2 separate regions of the Ovis aries genome follow, and region 2 is linked to region 1. A link is a contact called in public Hi-C data. All regions are on one chromosome and are shown on one strand. Each heading gives the region's core, a stretch centred on a gene start, on an enhancer-like site or on the middle of the called end of the contact. The rest is flanking DNA. Distances are from core to core; before and after follow the strand shown. Region 1 has its middle 24 kb from the start of ARHGEF7. Region 2 has its middle 76 kb from the start of TEX29.

What was found. Hi-C and Micro-C count contacts between places; a contact is called where the count stands out from the background.
Region 2: a contact with region 1 is called in a Hi-C map of tail adipose tissue, with 4 times the contacts expected there. The contact joins two enhancer-like sites. A contact is called at or near these places in 4 of 16 Hi-C or Micro-C datasets (liver, mixed tissues, muscle and 1 more).

Annotation. Positions count from the first base shown.
Region 1 is chr10:84,767,559-84,770,789 of ARS-UI_Ramb_v3.0, reverse strand. No RefSeq gene overlaps it. Among named protein-coding and RNA genes, the nearest start is that of ARHGEF7, 24 kb to the left of the region's middle. Within about 2 kb of position 1,634, at least 12 of the 54 cell types and tissues checked have an H3K27ac peak or open chromatin away from gene starts, as enhancers often do. A contact at or near this core is called in tail adipose tissue, where this site is marked.
Region 2 is chr10:84,974,768-84,977,927 of ARS-UI_Ramb_v3.0, reverse strand. No RefSeq gene overlaps it. Among named protein-coding and RNA genes, the nearest start is that of TEX29, 76 kb to the right of the region's middle. Within about 2 kb of position 1,502, at least 2 of the 54 cell types and tissues checked have an H3K27ac peak or open chromatin away from gene starts, as enhancers often do. A contact at or near this core is called in tail adipose tissue, where this site is marked.

The DNA of each region.
Region 1 (3,231 bases), core at 385-2,884:
ATGCATGAATCCAAATGGATTTGGCTGGGACGGCATATTTCAGCCAAAAATTACTTCAGGGTACAACATGAAGCAAATTTTTGCCAGAAGATGGAGTCACTTCACCAGCCAATGTGATCTTAACACACCTGCGTCCCAGCCGAGGCCAGCAACCTAGACTCCAGGTAGCTGGTTGATCTGTACACTCTTGTCCTTCTCGGAAGAGCTCAAGTTTCAAATGCGAATGTCAGTCATCAGCTGTGATCACGCCTGCCCAGGAGCTGCGGTTTTCCCTGCAAGGTGTCTCCAAGGAATTCTGAAAGCAAACAGGCGTGGAGACCCGTCAGGCCCACGGCTGCCCTGTCCAAGCTCTAGCACTTCCCCGTCAATGAGAGAAAACGAGCCCGACTGCCTCAGGCGGCAGAGAGCCCTGGACAGTCAGCAGGGGTGGAGCCAGAGGGCTGGCTGCCTTGCTGGGTGCTCAAGGCAGAGCCACAGGTGTGCTGTGGAGGTGGGCACCTGCCCACGGAGCTTCACCTGCACAGTAGGACGGTGAGGTCTACAGCAGCGCCCACCCCTCCACGACCGGTGAGCTTCCAGAGTGCTCAGAGGCTGCGTTGGCAAGATGTACCGAAGCTGGCCCCTTCCAGGGCTCCGTGCCCAGTTGCCTCAGTCATGTCTGACTCTTTGCCACCCCATGGACTGTACCCTGCCAGGCTCCTCTGTCCATGGGTTTCCCAGACAAGACTACTGGAGTGGGTTGCCATGCCCTTCTCCAGGGGATCTTCCCAACCCAGGCGTCAAACCCGCATCTCCTGCATTGGCGGGCGGGTTCTGTGCTACTGAGCCACCAGGGAGGCCCCAAAGGGGATTCGGGGTAGACAGACTGCAGGATGGCTTCCCAACAAACAGGCGAGGCCACACCAGGCGGGCTAGGTCTCTGCTGTGGTGAGTAGAGGCTAGCGACGCCACTACACCCCACGGCCCAGGGCAGCCCCACAACGGAGAACGTCCTGGCAGAAAACAGTCAAGAGACTCTGTCTTCAAAAGTTCAGAGGCTGAGAGATAATTTATACCAGAACTTGAAGCAAACAGCTCATTTGCAACACTTAAGCAAAGAAAATCCTCCTCGTTCAAAACGATCCCAAAGGACAAAAAGCTGTAGATCACCCAGTAGGTGCCCATCTTGCGGAGAGCTTGAGGGGCGAGGGGCCGTTTCCTAGCTGTTGGCTTGAGGACAGGAGTCAGATTCGTCGACCGACACTCTGTGAAACGCCTTGGGAAGAATGTGCGCTGATTAGTGTGGGGACGAAAGAATGTTCTTGAACGTTCTCACTCTTAGTCACATGGGCTGGCCTCTCACTTCCTACTGGCTCAGGACAGGAGGCAGAGCTGACAGGGACCAGGAAATGCTTCCAGGCAGACAGGGCCCTGCCCAGGTTTTTCTTCTTCCGGTTCCCACCAAAATCAGTCACCTCCAAGATGCCAGTATGATGGCTTTGGAGCCAGATTCTTACAGTGGAAAAAACCTTAAATCAGCTCTAAGGGTGGATTAGTAAACTTCCAAGTATGTTGGAATCGGGAATCATAGCTTTAATACAGATTGTGACTCAGTATTATGACTCACCCCTGATGGAGAAAGCATTCTTGTGGAACAGATTGTTGGAAGGAGTTCTGAGGCTGGGTGGGCCCTGTGGATCCGTGAATGAGGACCTCACACAGAATGGGGGGTGGCGACTGGGGGAGGGGTGCCCCTCTTCCCTGTCCCTCAGGAGGGGGACCTCAGGCTGCAGTGACCAGCCCAGGGCTCTCTGCAGAGCCACCCTGCAGGACACACCTCAAGACAAGGTTTCCAAGAGGGGCAGGAGGGAGCACCAGACCCAACAGCCCACCGAGGGTCGCATGACACGTGAGCGCTCCTGTGGCTGGAGGAGTTGGGCCTGACGCCCAAGGTCGTGGGCCCTGAGGTTTTACACAGAGAACAGCCGCCCGCCGACCGTGTCCTTATTTCTGCCTTGCCTCCTTTATTAGTTACCTAAGGCCGTCGTGATGAGATGGTCGGATGGCTTCACCAACTCAGTGGACACGACCTTGAGCAAAGTCCGGGAGGCAGTGAAGGACAGGGGGGCCTGGCTGCCGCAGGCCATGTGGCTGCAGAGAGTCAGACATGCCTGAGCAACAGCAGCAGCAAAGGCGGCCACAGCGAAGAACCAGAGCCCGGGTGACTTCACACGGCAGAGGTGTGTCCCCCGACAGGTCTGGAGCTCAGAAGTCCGAGATCACGGCGTGCTGCGCGCCCCTGCGGTCTTGGGGCAGGGCTCCTCCCGCTCCCCCAGCTCCCAGGCCCAGGCTTCCGAGGACGGAGGCCACGTCACCCTCGCTCGGCTGCTGGGAGCCAGTGTGAGGAATCCCGCCCGTGACAAGGTCATGAGGAAGGAAGCTGACATACACAAGGCGTGCTCAGACTTCAGGGACCCTCTGGAAATTCCTAAGCATGTACCCCAACAAAAATCTGCCGGCTTTTGTGCTCTGCTTTTTCACTCTTCTGATATTTTCTGGAAAAAGTCAATTCAGGGCTTTAGTCTTCTGCATTTAAAAGAGTGTTTCAATCCAAAAAACCCTCTGATGGCTTTCTAGCCTGCCTGCAGGACTCGTACAGCTGCGCGTGTGATTGTTTGAGGCCTCCTGACCGCAGGGGGCACAGGAAGCTTAAAACATCCTAGGAATGTAGGGGCTTCTAAAGAGTCAAAATCATTAGAATAGGACTGATTAAAAGTTTCATTTGTTGAGTCAATATTTGCTGCCAAATTTTCACATCCTTTAGTTGTAGATATAGTTAGAAAAACAAGAAGTAGACCTTGTGTTAGCAACATTAGATCTTTGAGTTAAGTACCCTCTTTGTTGTGTCCCACTGCACCTTTGTTCTATAGAGATGTAACTTTAATGTTAATGCTTTAAGGAGGTGTAGATTAAAGAAAAACACTTCAGGGGAAACAAGATTAACATTCATTAAGGAAGAGAGCCAAAAAGTGTTAACAAGCCTCTTGGCCAGAAGATAATGTAAATCACCTGAGACCTTTGTATACCAAATGATGTATAGAAAGAGCTTGAGCTGCGAACGCTACATAGTCTTGTGTTACCCATTGATCTCTGTGTTTTATCAAAAGTATAAAAGGCCTTCTGAACAATAAAGGATGGGGCCAGCTTCTTGGACCAGCTTCTCTAACTAGTCTCCGGCCTGGTTTCTTGACA
Region 2 (3,160 bases), core at 253-2,752, 210 kb before region 1:
GACGGATGACAGAGATGCTCAGAAAGACACGCACTTACACACGCATGCGAGGGAGAGAGAATCGGACAGAGAGGAAGCGGCTGTGCCCGCGGCCACTGTTGAGTCTAGGAGAAGCGTATCTAGGCGCCGGTTGTCCACTGTTGGAAGGTTCCAAAGCGCCCGGGAGAAAGCAAGCTGAGGGCGGCAGCGCCCCGGGTCCTGCCCGCGGCTGTCCCGCCCTGCCCACTGCTCCGCTGGGCCGGCGGGCCCAGGGCCGCAGCCGCTGCCCCCAGACCTCGGGCTCTCGGGGGCGCGGTCCCCCTGGAGGGGGCACCTCAGCCTCGGTTCCCAGGAGCACCTGCCGCCTCCCGGGCCTCTTCCCGAGACGACGTGAACCGTCCACGACTCGGCCCGCGGGGCGCCGGCGCAGAGGAAGGCCCGCCTCGCACGGGGAGCCCACCCTCGCCTCACCCGCGGGCGAAAGCGCCCGCACCTCCCGTCTCCAGAAGCAAGAAAGCCTCTCCAGACGTCCGTGCTGCCGTCACGCGCGCGCTCCCCGTGTGCCCTCACGTGCGTGTTCCCCGTGTGCCCCCCGCGCGCGCTCCCCGTGTGCCCTCACTCGAGTTCCCCGTGTGCCCTCAGGCACGCTCCCCGTGTGCCCTCACGCGCGCTCCCCGTGTGCCCTCACGCGCGTGTTCCCCGTGTGCCCTCACGCGCGCTCCCCGTGTGCCCTCACGCGCGTGTTCCCCGTGTGCCCTCACGCGCGCTCCCCGTGTGCCCTCACGCGCGCTCCCCGTGTGCCCTCACGCGCGTGTTCCCCGTGTGCCCTCAGGCGCGTTCCCCTGTGCCCTCACGCACGTTTCCCGCGTGCCCCCCGCGCGCCCCCCGCGTGCCCCCCGGCGCGGTCCTGAGCAGGGCGCACACTGCGCCGTCCCCCCGCGTGCCCCCCGCGCGCGCTCCCCGCGTGCCCCCCGCGCGCGCCCCCCGCGTGCCCCCCGGCGCGGTCCTGAGCAGGGCGCACACTGCGCCCTCCCCCCGCGTGCCCCCCGCGCGCTCCCCGCGTGCCCCCCGCGCGCCCCCCGCGTGCCCCCCGGCGCGGTCCTGAGCAGGGCGCACACTGCGCCGTCCCCCCGCGCGCGCTCCCCGCGTGCCCCCCGCGCGCGCTCCCCGCGTGCCCCCCGGCGCGGTCCTGAGCAGGGCGCACACTGCGCCGTCCCCCCGCGTGCCCCCCGCGCGCTCCCCGCGTGCCCCCCGGCGCGGTCCTGAGCAGGGCGCACACTGCGCCGTCCCCCCGCGTGCCCCCCGCGCGCTCCCCGCGTGCCCCCCGGCGCGGTCCTGAGCAGGGCGCACACTGCGCCGTCCCCCCGCGCGCCGGGCGCGGCCTGCTCTCGGGGCGGCGGCTGAGCGCCTGCCGGGCCCGCGGCCCGTCGCCAGAGGGCGCGCCCCGCCCGGTCCTGCGCGCCGGCCCGCCTCCGCCCGCGCGGCTTTCGGGCGGCTCCTCAGGAAAGCGGCCCGAGAAGAGCCGGGCGCTCTGCCTGGCGGCTTGGGCCGCCTCCGGCCGAGCCCAGTCGGGAGAGCCCGCCTAGGAGCCGCCCTCCCCAGGCCACGCTGGGCGCCCCCTGCCCGCGGCCAGGACGCGGCTCCCGAGGCTCATCCCCCAGACGGGAGCGGCCAGGGCCCGGACACCGGCGTCCACCCGAAACACGGGGCTGCGGGCGGCGGCCAGCGCCCCACCCGCCCGCGACGCCGCTCCTCTCTGCCGCTGTCTCTGTCTCTCTGTCTCTCTCTGTGTCTCTCTGTCTCTCTCATGTCTCTGTCTCTGTGTCTCTGTGTCTCTCTGTCTCTGTCTCCATCTCTGTCTCCATCTCTCTCATGTCTCTCTCCGTCTCTGTCTCTCTCATGTCTCTGTCTCTCTCACATCTCTCTGTCTCTCTGTCTCTCTCTGTCTCATGTCTCTCTCATATCTCTCTCCGTCTCTGTCTCTCTCACATCTCTCTCTGTGTCTCTGTCTCTGTCTCTCTCTCACACACACCATCTCTTTTCTCTTTAAACATCTGTGAGTTATTTCACCAAAGAGCACAGGCAGAAAGCAGAGCGCGCAGGGCGCTTCCCTTCCTCCTGTTCCCTGTCGCTTTTTGCCCCCTGCTCCATGTATGAATGGAGCGTTTTTTCCCCAGTAGAATTCACCGAGCTTGGACATCTTGCTTGTCTGTGGCCTGTTTGTGGCCCTGATAGGAAAATCTGGGTTCCGAAGCCTGCATGGTTTCTACAGTTGGTCATTTAAAATGTCCTATAAATAAAATGAACCCCAGAAAGTAATACCTCTGTTAACATCTTTGCGAGTGCGTGGCTGGCTGGCCTGTGGATACAGGAGGGTCTTCAGAGGCTGCGGTGGTCCTGCCCCCTCACCCTGCCCCACCTGGAATCCTCTGTGATCCGCCAACTGGCCCCTCCCCCAAAGCTCACTTGGGAGCCTGAGAAAGGGGCCCGAGCTTAGATCAAAGCTGGTTACTCAGCTCCATCCTCTGAGAAAAAATGTACCAACCACCTGCGCTGACAGGTGCCGACCGATATCAGACCTCCTCCCAACGGGTGCCCCCTGCAGACCACCGCCATATTCCTCTGCCGCTCACCAGCGGGAGGGCCCAGGCCACGCAGGCCCCTGAACTGGCAATGCAGGCAAACAGCCTCTAACGATCCCGCCATCCGCTGGCCCCTGGGACCTTCCCAGGCAAACCTGCACCCAGGGGGTCATAGCAGCCCGTGCTGGGGTCTGGGGGCAGCTCTGCCAGGGCTGTGTCCACAGCGAGCCAGAACCAGAAGGACGGGGGCTCAGGACGCCTTCTTTCCTGACTCCAAGCCCTGAGAGTGTGATTCCACAGATACACAAGGTCAAGAGTCAAACCCAGGAACCACAGTATTCCCGGTAGCGCTGGTTCAGCAAACGCCCTGGCCCGCACTAAGTCTGAACACTTACATGTGCAAAGCCAGGTCCAGACCAGACTACAAACACCCCGCCCTGCAGTAAGTCCAAACACTTGCATGTACAAAGGCTGATCCCAGCTCGCTCAGCAAGGTCGCCCTCGTCTGCTCCCAAGTCACCAGCTGCCGACCTGAGTGTGGCGGCGGGGCTGGGCCTCCACTCCTGGCTCCCACGCGCCTCTGGGCCGGACCAGGAGGA